Linked DNA regions of Mus musculus: region 1 is linked to region 2. A link is a contact called in public promoter capture Hi-C data. All regions are on one chromosome and are shown on one strand. The core of a region is the stretch at or near the end of the contact, and the rest is flanking DNA. Distances in the headings are between cores, read along the strand shown.

Region 1 (5,458 bases), core at 87-2,586, 300 kb after region 2:
TTAGTCGCTTTCCACAGGGCACAGTGGGAAGTGAACTTTCCCCTTATCTCTTCTAAATCTAGATAGGCTCAACAACTGTTAGGGGCAGATGAATGGAAGGATAAGAGATGTTCACACCAATTCCTGGAGTAGGGAGGGAGAGGAACCAGGAGAAGGGGAAGAAAGGGGGAGGGGAGGAGGGCGAGGGGAAGCACAGAGCAGCGGACCTTAGAAGAATCGCTCAAGGTCACACCGCGGGATGGAGCTGAAAGCCGAATTCAAATCCAAGCCCGGGACTGCAGGACTGAAAGTTCTAGATAGAGCCACACAAACGTGCTCTCTTCTCTCTTCTTGACTCAGCAGCTCTCGCTTGGCCACGGGGCGGTGGGAATCACACTTCCTGGGCCTTTCTAGCCGGGAGTTTGGGGTCCCTTGTTTTTCCTGGACTTATTTGCCGCACTCCGGGCTTTGGCTTCCTCCTCCCTGCTTCCCAGAGCAGAATCCGGAGCCACCTATTCTCTCCAAGTTTGTCTCGCAGCCAGGCTGGGAACCGTGCGCGAGCGACTCCCGGACCCGGCAATCAGTCTTCCCTGCCCCAGCGTCGGAGACGAACAATCACCACCAGCGGCTGCTGAGTGCTAGACGCTTTACTCCCACAGCTCCAAAAGCCACAGACGAGCAGACCCCCAGAAATTAGTCCTCGCCACTCAGATGAGGCAGCTCTGCGAAATTGGATGATGTGCTTGGACTCACAAGGCTAATAACGCTAGTTAGTATCTAAGTGCTTTCTGAATGCCAGACGCGGGTCTCCGCACCACCCCAGCAGTTCCTCCAACACTCTAGTAAAAAAGGGCACACTATCACCCCCATCTTATGGATGAGGAAACCGTGGTTGTGGCACCTGGCCCAAGGTCACCCCAGAGAGTGACGGATATACGACCGGAACATAGTCGGTTGAGTCTGGGTTCAATTTGTGTGTGTTGTCTCCACTACAGGGAGAGCAGCGGTTTCAAACCTACAGTACCAGAGGCTGACCTCAACGCAACGCCCGAGGCTGGGCGCAAACCAACCAGTTCGGAATGCCATAATTCACAGAGACATTCCCACGGACCGGAACCAGAGAGTCCCCCAAGAGCACCGAGTGTGACCGGTACTGGCGGACGATCACCCCTTAGCAGGAGCTGGAGAACACTTACCATAAAAGAGAGGGCGAGCGCCTGCCTGGGAGGAATCCCCAGCGCTGGCAGGTCCGGGACTCCCGGGAGAGAGGTCTGCTGCCACTGCCGCCCACGCAGGGGCGCCCGAGCGACCCCGCGGATGCTGGCTGCTGCTTCTCAACCAGCGGCGCGTCCTCTCGACTTGTATCCGGCGGCAGCGCCCTCTCGCTCCGCAGGGTGCCCTGGAGTTAGGGACGTTCTTGGAGAAGTTGACGCTCGGGAGAGGCCGCCGAGGTCCGGTCCCGAGTAGTGAAGTGCCCCACTGCGCTGATCTCAGCGAGATGCGGAAGCCCTTGCCCTGATGGCCCTAAAGCTTGGCGCCTGACCTGGAGAGCGACGAGTCCCGCGCTCAGGGCACACGGGCCGCACCTCGGCCGCCCGTCCCCGGAGCACCGGGTTTCTTCCCTAGAGCACTGAGCACACGCCGCGAGGGCTGCAGTGGTGGCCAGGGCCCGGGCAGCTGTGCGCTCATTGCCTTCCCCAGGGGCTGAGCGCCTTTGTGCGCCGGGCGCGCCGACCGCCAGGGCCAGCTCTGGATGCTGCAGCCGCCGCCTCCCCCTCCTCCTCCACGGCCGCTCGCTCCCCGCCTTCCCGGCCGGCCCGGAGGCTGCAGCTGAAAGCCGATCCGGCTGAGCTCATCCCTGAAGGCCACTAATCCAATAGCCGCGGAAGGCGCGGCCGCCGGGAACGCCCCTTCCCCCACCATCCCGCGCCCCGGCCGTCCCAGCTCGGGCCGCTGCCGGCTCTGCCACCTTCTGGAGGCCACCAGCTGGCGGGAAAGGGAAGTGGAACCCTCGCCCGCGCCCCTGGGCCGAAGTGGCGCGGACGCCATTCACTCATCTGCGGACTGGCTAGCCTAGACACTCGCTCACACACGCGCTCATTCATGCGCATGGGTCCTCCCCCATTCATTCAAGCGTGCCTAGAGAGCCACGGTGGGTGTCCCTAGGGGCGGGGATGAAGAGAGGAGACATCACGGTCGCCAGATAGCTTTGGAGCCTGTATTGAAGGCCTGCGGGAAACAACGACTGGGAAAGAGAATGCTTTAATATACCCCCTTGCCTTAGGCACACACATGTCCACACTTTATTTCTGAGGCCAGACTCCAACTCATCTTTCAGAATCCAATTTCACGCAGCACCTGCTCCATGGTGCTTTTCCCCTGACCACCTGAGGCCCGAGAGAAGGATCATCGATCAGAGGGCTACCGAGAGCGCTGAAGGATGGCGGCTCCCTCGGTAACCAGAGCGCAGAGATAAGAGGGCGTGGCCAGAGCGAGGGATGCTCTGTACCTCCAAGTTGGCTTCCTTCCAGGCCAGGGCATCCTGCTTTCCATGCCAGAGTTGACATTAGGTCCATTCCATAGTCTTAACTGACCTCACCCCTCAGAAAGTGTCCTTTTTTTTCCCCCCATGTACACAGAAGATAAGCACCTGTAATTCAGCCCTGTGAGGGAAATGTGTTGACCAAGGCTCCAGGGTACCTCTCCCAGACTGGGGAGGGCAATTTGAGAATGTTTCCTTGTGGAAGTGTCTGCATGAATGAGCTGCTAGATGCAGAGACATCATAGTCTCATGGTAGGTACCTGTAACAGCCTGTGGTATGACTGGAGCCAAAACAGGAGGTAAGATGAAACGAGAGTAGGTACTTAGGGTCTTGGAGAGCATCCAAAGGGCTTGGCTTTTCCCCAAGATCAGTTTGGCAGGCCTCTTGACCTTCACAGATTTGCTGTCCAGAAAGATAATCCAGTGGCAGGATGGATAGATGGATGAATAGCACTGGCCAGCTTGGAAGCTGCTTCAGAGATCCAGGCAGTCAATGATGCTTTGTCGATTAGGACAGCTCAGTGGTGTGGCAGAGGGGTATTCTGAGCAAGTATTTGTGGCGCTCTTGGTTTTATTTGGGCTGCTTCATCTATATCTGCATGTCTGTCTCTCCGTACCTGTGTGTCTCTGCTCTTGGGACTGCACAGAAGAGCTGCTGAAGGGAATGTGACCCATGCACACATTTCCTTGTCCCCCCGAGTCCCCTCCCTCCCCAGGACATTTCTGGAGTACGTGCTCTGACCACGGCTGTGGTGCTAACAGAGCTGGACATCGTGAAATGAGAACCGAGGAAAACTCAGCAAACAGGAACTTAAGCAAGACTTTTCAAGGACTGGAGAGATGACTCAGACGGTTAAACCAGGCAGTGGGTGGTGCACGCCTTTAACCCCAGCATTCACTAGGCAGAGGCAGTCAGATCTTTTAGTTCAAGGCCAGCCTAGTCTACAGAATGAGTTCCAGGACAGCTATGGCTACCTAGAGAAACCCTGTGTCAAACAAACAAACAAACAAACAAACAAACAAACAAACAAAGTACTTGCTGCTCTTGCAGAGGACCAGGGTTCAGTTCCCAGCACTCACATGGTGGGTCACAGCTGTCCAGAATATCAGTTCCAGGGCATCAGATGCCTTCCTCTGACTTCCATCAGCACCAGGCATGTAAATAACACACATACATTCACACAGGCAAAGTACTCATACACTTAAAATAAACCCTGAAAAAAAAATACCATCCCCGGCTGATGGTTTTTCTACCTGGACCCCAATACAACTGCCAACACTCATTTCTTCCTTCTTTCTGGAAGACTTCACAATAGCTCTAGAACAAGGTGAGGAAGGGTCAAGGGTCACATTTTGAGAAACTGCTCCCCCAAATACATACCTGTGTGCCAGATAAGTTCTCTACACAAGCCTTTGTGACTTGCCTTGGGTATCAAGAAATGGGCACAATGGCACCCCCAAATATCACTAAAGTTCCCCCAAATCTTCCACCCCCTGAATAGCATAGGTATGGTGTGTCCCCAAGTTTGAAATGTGAACAAGTATCTGTTCATTCCACATAGGGTATCTATGGTGGAAATAATTCCACCCAAGCCTATTTTGGTGATCCATTAGTGTTACTTATAGAAGCACGGGAGGCACAGAGATATCACTAAAAAGCCCATCCCGGGATGGAGAGCAAGTGGAGCTCTGTGCACAGCTAGCGATCAGAAGAGCCTGCATGCTCCAGCTTTTACAAGCTCGAGAAGGAGCCTTGTGAATCTTGTAACTTTCATGAGCTTTCCGAGCCTTCTAAGTTTTATTAGCTTCCTGAGTTTTAGTTTAAAAAAAAAGAAGAAAAAGAAAAAGTCTTAGTAAACCTCTCTGAGAGAATGTTTCAATTCAGAGGAAACAACCGCACAAGAAGAAGGAACAATTGCCATTTGAGGAATGGCCTGGATCACCTGACCAAATGTTCTTTAAACTGAAGCTCGAAGCCTATAAACTGGCCTCTGATAATCTTTGACCCTGGATTGCCACATTCTGTCTCCCTTCCTCGGAAATGCAGGCTAGACTGCCTTGCTTTTCACAAATAGAACACAGTAAGACAGACATGCTGTCTTTCCCTCCTGGGATTGGATAAGGAAAAGGCTCCAGGCTCTGGGCACACATCATCTCTCTTGCTCTTTTGCCTTTTGCCCCCCACAAAGGAAGTCAGGTATTGTGTGGGGAAACTTGGTGAAGGATTGAGGCCTGCAGCCATGGAACTGAGCTAGGTAGCACATCCCCTTCCTTGGCTGAGACTTCCAGTCAGGCTTCGATCCTTTTGATGTCTTGAATACATTCAAGACACCTGAATCAGAGACATAAACTAAGCCACACTGATTCTCTCAACTGTGGAAATGCTAAGAAAATGATTGTGATTTTTAAGCTTCTGAATCTTGGGATTTTGCTAATCGGCATCATATATACAAGAAATTCTTAACTGCCAAGGAGTGGATCTAAAATAAATCCCTGATGAACTCAGTATAGTCTTATTCCAAAGAACACACAACATCTCATGGACATATAGCTGTTGTTTGGCTATAGCTTTAAATCTCAGTTTTAATCTCATGTTTCCTTTTTAGCCTTCTCGGTCTTTTTTTTTCTTCAATGTGTTAGTTTATTCTTGGAGTAAACACTTCTTTTTTTTAAAGATTTATTTATTTTTTATTATTATATGTAAGTACACTGTAGCTGTCTTCAGACACACCAGAAGAGGGCATCAGATCTCATTACAGATGGTTGTGAGCCACCATGTGGTTGCTGGGAATTGAACTCAGGACCTTTGGAAGAGCAGTCAGTGTTCTTGCCCGCTGAGCCATCTCTCCAGCCTCGCCTTCTTTATCTTAATTTGGGTTTCTATTGCTATGAAGAGACACCATGATTAGAGCAACTCTTATAAAGGACAACACTTAA
Region 2 (6,262 bases), core at 1,741-4,240:
ACCAATAGCAAATCGCTGACAGCTGAACAAATTAATTCCTTGCTAAAAGACTGGACGAGACTAAAATGTGAAAAATCTCTTTGATTACCCAAGAATCTCAGAGAAGTTCGATAAAATAATAAATGAATCCAGAGGCCTTATGATTGTGGATCAACTGAAAGCACAAGTCTAACAGATGTTAAAAGTGGACAAGAATTAAAATTCGAATTGAAAAGCAAGAACTTTGAAACATCAACGACTGTGGTCTGTCCCGGTGACCGATGGCATTGTGTAGCTGCCGGAAGGAGGAGCAGTTAGGGAGAGCCATGACTGTGGGCTTGCCCACCAACTCTGCCTCTTTCCACTTCAGGTAGAGTTTAGACTGCAGGCTTCTGGAGGACAGGCATTTAACTGCAAACTTTGTGGCTCCAGCAGAGCATTGTGCAAGGCTGCGCCCAGTACAGCAAGGGCTGGCTGTAAAGCCTCCCACGCCATGCTACTCCCAAGGCCTGCTACGGTCTGCACATTTCAATCCCATACATTTCTTCTGCCTCCACTCTCAGGAGTACCGTTGAGGAGTAAATTGTTTTTTTTTTTTTAAATATATTTATTTATTTTACTTATAGGAGTATACTCTAGCTGTCTTCAGACACACAAGAAGAGGCCATCGGATTCCATTACAGATGTGGTTGCTGGGAATTGAACTCAGGACCTCTGGAACAGTCAGTGCTCTTAACCGCTGAGCCATCTCTCCAGCCCCCAGAGGAGTAAATTATTAACACACTGCCTGACACATAAAGACACACAATCGTTTGACAAATGGTAGCTGTTTCTGTCACTGCCTAGGACTTCGGAACCACATATAAGTTAGAGCTTAGTGTGCTGGCCTGTCAGGACATCTGCGTGAGAAACACAAATGTCTCTTCATGCTTGCATACTCTACCGCTAGCAGGGGGCTCACTCTACAGCAAGTGGAGAAGCTGGCAGCATGTCTGCCCTGGCCTCAACCCGCCACGGGTAACAACAACAACTCAGTTAAACACTCCGGCCTTCCATCTTGTTTTCGGATCCTTACGACTTGAGGAAGCCACAGATCTATCAAGACACACACACAAAAGTTCTCATCACATCTACCAGTAGAGCTAACATGAGCTGAGCCTGTTGCCTTGAAGTTTCGTTTGCTAGTTCTCCCTCTGCACAGAGGCCTGGCACACCGTGTGTTCTTAATAACAGACTGCTTGAGAGTCGTGGAAATTTCGTAGTACACAAACCTGGCAGGTCGAACTCATGATTCAGTAACCTTGAGGATTCTTTTAGAAACTGCCATTTCTTATTTCATGCTGACTAAGGAAAGACATAGACCTCAGTTACCTCAGAACACGCCAGCCTTGACGGAGTTAGCTTCTGTGCTTTGGCAGAAATCACTCGGAAATCCTTGGTTCTGAGCCCGCCATGTCTTCCATATCAAGATCTAAGAGAAGATGAAAGTGCAGGGATTCAGGACTAGTGTCTAGGATTCAGGACTAGTGTCTAGGACTCAGGACTAGTGTCTAGGATTCAGGACTAGTGTCTAGGATTCAGGACTAGTGTCTAGGATTCAGGACGAGTGTCTAGGATTCAGGATTTCAGCCACAAAAGTCATTGCCGTTAGTATATGTGAGGTGCCTTTAGGACATCGGGAACTCCACCAAGTGCTCTCAGCGGATGGGTAAATCTCCGTAACACCCCTCAGCTGTAGGGAACAGTTCCCCATTTTACAGCTGCAAACAGTGCCGTGAACCTGTTTCTGGAGGTCACCCTGGGTGAGTGTCGGGATTCAAACCCAGGTTAACATCAGCACAAACCCAGTCTGATTTGGGTGCAAAATCCCCACCACAGAACGCTAAATTGGAGTCTTAAAGGCTTTTTTGACAGTGACCCATTTTATTACAAATGATGTTATATAAGCCAAAGGCTTCATTAAACTATGCTTATCTGTACTGTGTGCAACGGTTACTTTTTCTAGTCTTTTCGCACTATATATTCTAATCTTTTCAAAATTTTCAGCAATGACCCATCAAAGGAATTCTAATGCGTGTTTGGTCCTGGAAAAACACTGGTAGAAGGCCTATCATCCTAGCAGTCAGTCAACCGCTGCAAGTGGCAAGTTCGAAACCAGCTTGGGCTAACCTATTAACCATTCTAGGCTCCTTAACCAGACCCTGTCACAAAACACAAACTCTGCTCTTTGATCTTAGCTACTGTAAGACGCTATAAGTTTCTCTGAAACCACAACAAAACGAGTCTTTCCAGCCACGCGAACCAGAGCAAGCACTTGAGCTTCCCAATTAGGTGAATGCCCTTTAACCTTTCAAATATGCATACGCAACATAAACGGTTATCATTTAGAACCGATCATTACAAGGGTTTTCCAATCAGGCCCAATATCCAGAATGGGAACCAGGCACTTACCCACCGCAAAGCAGGAGTTATAAAGTGGAAGCGCAGACAGATTAAAATCTCAGGTTATTTATCAGCTAACCTGCAAAGAGGTGTCTAAAGGCTGACTGTTGAATTGTCCCAACGGACAGACGGCTGCAGCAAGCAGGAGCAGGAGGCCAAGGCTGCAACCCCTGGAGGCAGGGCCCTGCCTTTGAACATCCGGTTCAATTCCAGGGGCTTGGTGTCGCACTAGGATCTCATCGCGAACGGGTAGGGTCAGGAAGCAGCCCGGGTTTGCGCTTCACCGGAGGGGAGGCGCGACAGTCCCGAGCCCCAGGTGCGCGTCACTCCCCGCTGCCCCCCTGCAGCCGAGCCTGGTGGGGCGGGACGCGGGCACCTGCGGACGCTGGCTGCTCCGTAGGCTCCGCTCCGCTCCGCGTCCGCTGCAGCCCGGCGCGAGCGCTGCCCACCGGCTCCCGCCTCCCCACCTCCACGCCCCGGAGTCGCGCGGACCCCGCGCACTTACGGGGCTCCGCTCCGCCGCCCGCGCGCTTCCCGCGGGGTCCATGGCGCTTCCGGACCTGCGAGTCCGGCCGCAGCGCCGCCCAGAAAATGGACGCCGGCGGCTGGGCCCGGACGCCCCGGTCTGCCCCTGGTGCAGTGCAGGCCGGACGGTCGCTCGACCTCGGGCGCCGACGCGCAGGGCTTCCGGGACGCTGCAGGCCGCGAGGCTCCCGCACCCCCCGGCGCCACTGCGGCAGAGCCAGGCTCGCACAGATGCTGCGCAGCCACCGAGCAGGCCCCGGGCACCCTATGCAGTTTTAACCCGCACCAAATTCTGAGAACAGGGTGTCACCTGTGCTTTCTCATGGCTGTCAGGGGACGCCTGGATTATTTCCCACCATGGTATAAGAACTGTTTCATGCAATGAAAAAAATAAAAGCCACCGACTGCCCGCTGACATCCTTCCCACACAGATTCGCAGTGTGGCACCTACTGCCCCACGCACACCTAAGTGCAGGTGTTTGTTTTGAACCATCCAGCATTGAGTCTTTAGTATTTTTTGTTTGTTTTTAGTTTTTGATTTTGTGTGTGTGTGTGTGTGTGTGTGTGTGTGTGTGTGTCCTTTGGAAAACGACTCGCTCCCTGGCAAAACCTTAAGGTTTTGAAAAAGGGTATTTTCCTGGAATACAGTACTTGCCATTTATGCACCCCAGTTCCTTGACCAAACATTAAGAATATGATCATTTTGGTGAGCTGAGTAGATTTTTAATACTATATGCAAAGTAAAGCCCCATAAACGATGCAGGAAGAATGGTGTCACTTAAAAAAATGCAGAGTTGTGAAGGCTGACAGGTTGGGCAACGTGCATACACATGTAACGAGCAGTTCCCGACCTTCTCGATGCCAAACACCCTTTTATTCTCTCGCTCCATAGGCCAGTGTTCACAGATTAACTCCACTAAACTGCATGTATTAAGTAATGATTCATCTTCCCCTTAAAAAAAAAGGGAGCTTGAATGTTTTTGTCTACATAACTGCCAATGAGAACTTCCACAAGACCTGATCTAACTTGTTGGCAATGGTAGATACCAGCCTTAAAAAACAAAACTGAAGAAACTCGTGGTCTAATTGCCTGTTTGTGTTTCCATTGAGGCTTTTAGAAACTCTGAAGATGATTTTAAAATTCGGGAAAACTGGTGCACAAAGACTGGGAAGTCTGTAAGCTGTATGGCTGTGGCTGATTCCCTGGGACCGGTGGGAGGTAGCGGGCAAGGTTGGTTGGCCTTCTGGATTCAGCAGGCCTGTGTTGACAGCCTAGGTTTGTTGCTATGTACGGCCACTTCTCTGACCTTCAGCTTTGGTACCTAACATGCAATATGTTTTAGTATTAATGTCTACCTCCTAGGTGATTTTTTTAAATTGAATTAAATAATACACGTGGATCATTTACAATAGCACCTAGCATTGTAAGTGCTCTCTAACTTCAGACACGTCTGAGCATTGAAGGTTAACTATTCTGAGTTAGGGCTTCTGTTGTTTATAGTGGTTTTACATTGGTGATCTGCTAGGGTCACTTGGGACCTATGACCTAAGTCTGACTCCAGGGTGTTCGGGGAAGTGTCTTGATCAGATCCTGTCAACGGTGTGTGAGTAGTGAAACTTGGCTCTGGCTTTAAGAGTCAGTGTGTGGATGGCTCCTTACCTCTAGCGGGCCATCACAAACACTTGCAATTTTTTCTCATGGGAGCCAAATATTTCTCCAGAAGCAAGCATATTTCCTCACATTGTTTTAAGAACTGAACTATCACAGCAATGGCTTGAAGCTTATGTAATAAGCCAGTCGTTCAAAAATTTCCATCCTTCCTCATAACCAGACTCTCAATCATCCTTCTGAGTGTGGGGGAACTATTTGGAAATTTCCGGAAACATCCCATCTTATCATAAGTACGCTCTTTTCTGTAAAGTTTCCTTTACAATGTTCTGAAATTACTACATGTGATGTTTTCTTTGTAATAATTCCCATTTTAATGCATTTTAAGAGGAAAAAGGAGAATCTAAGACTTTGTCTCCTTACCCTTCTATCTGCTCATCTTTACGCCATAGCTCCTAGGCCTTGCCCAGGAAGCTGTCTTTGTTTTCTGTCTCATTTTGTTTAATTCCCACAAAGTTTCTATTACACTGCATGCGCTTTCTGATTAAGGTTATGGGGCAGTTTAACACTGTTCCCTTTTCCCGTTTTTTTATAGGTCTCCAATGTAGCAACTACACAAGACTAAAACGTTGCCTTTTAAGCCCACACAAGATGTCCTCCACAAGGCAGCAAGGATCAAAGAGGAAGGGGAAGCCTGTGGAGTGTGGGAAACTAAGTGTCGGATGAGAGGGACTGTGTGACACTTACTTGCAGTTGTGCTTGTTTAATAACCTAATTGGACAAATTCATATGTTGCCTATGAGACGTGATGGCATTTGGCACTTGGGTTTGGCCCCCACAGCTATACATGGTTTCAATAATCTACAGTTTAAAGTCCTTTTTTTTTTTTAATAAAAAGGAATATTTCAAGCTTCCAGAAGAACTAAGAGGATGGTGATAGGCCTTTCCCTGTTTCTCACCCTCCCTCCCTCCCTCCCTCCCTCCCTCCCTCCCTCCCTCCCTCCCGTTTCCCTCTCTCCTGAATCTCCGAAGGCTGCAGACATTATTCTTTTAGCCCTATGTAAGTAGTTCAGCATTTCTTTCTTTTTTTTTTTTTAATATTTTTAATTAGGTATTTTAAGCATTTCTTTTCTAAGACGAAATTAAGGTTCTAACTATTTCACAGTATGTATATCTTAGCTTTCTAAGAAAAAGTAATAAAATTAGAAGACAAAAAAATAGAAAATGTTTTCTGAAATTGGGGCCAATGAAATGGCTCTGTGGATAAAGATATGTACTGCCAAGCCTGATGACCAGAGTTCGATCCCCAGACAACTTATTCTCTGATCTCCACGTGTGCCACAAGATGCCCAACACACACACACACACACACACACACACTGTTTATTAGAAATTAAACAGGACATATTGACTCAATCTGGCTAGTTGGTCCCCAGAACAGATTATAATTTACAAAATAGAATCATCATCTATGCCTGTAATTACAGTACTCTGGAAACTAGGGCAGGAGGACCATGATTTTAAATCCAGCCTGGGATACAAAGGAAGGCTCTGTTTCAATAAAAGGAGGAAGGGGAAGGAGGGGAAGGAAGAGAAGAAAGGAAGGAAGGAAGGAAGGGATAGCTCTTCAAATATGAATCTAACCTGTGACCTACTTTTATATGGCCTAAGAATAGCTTTGTATTTTTTAAGCTTAAAAATATTTTT

What was found. Promoter capture Hi-C pulls out the DNA fragments that hold promoters and counts their contacts.
Region 1: a promoter capture Hi-C map of pre-B cells shows a contact between it and region 2, with 1.9 times the contacts expected there. The contact joins the promoter of Spsb4 here to the promoter of Zbtb38 in region 2. A contact is called at or near these places in 1 of 39 promoter capture datasets (pre-B cells) and 1 of 9 other capture datasets (adipose tissue).

What each region holds. Positions count from the first base shown.
Region 1 is chr9:97,017,019-97,022,476 of GRCm38.p6, forward strand. It overlaps Spsb4 (splA/ryanodine receptor domain and SOCS box containing 4), which reads right to left and starts at 1,337. Exons shown (of 3, transcript NM_145134.3): 1 at 1,176-1,337. It overlaps Gm16010 (a long non-coding RNA gene), which reads left to right. Exons shown (of 3, transcript XR_871043.3): 2 at 1-748; 3 at 975-5,197.
Region 2 is chr9:96,716,860-96,723,121 of GRCm38.p6, forward strand. Zbtb38 (zinc finger and BTB domain containing 38) reads right to left here and starts at 2,991. Exons shown (of 3, transcript NM_001359959.1): 1 at 2,927-2,991; 2 at 1,351-1,450.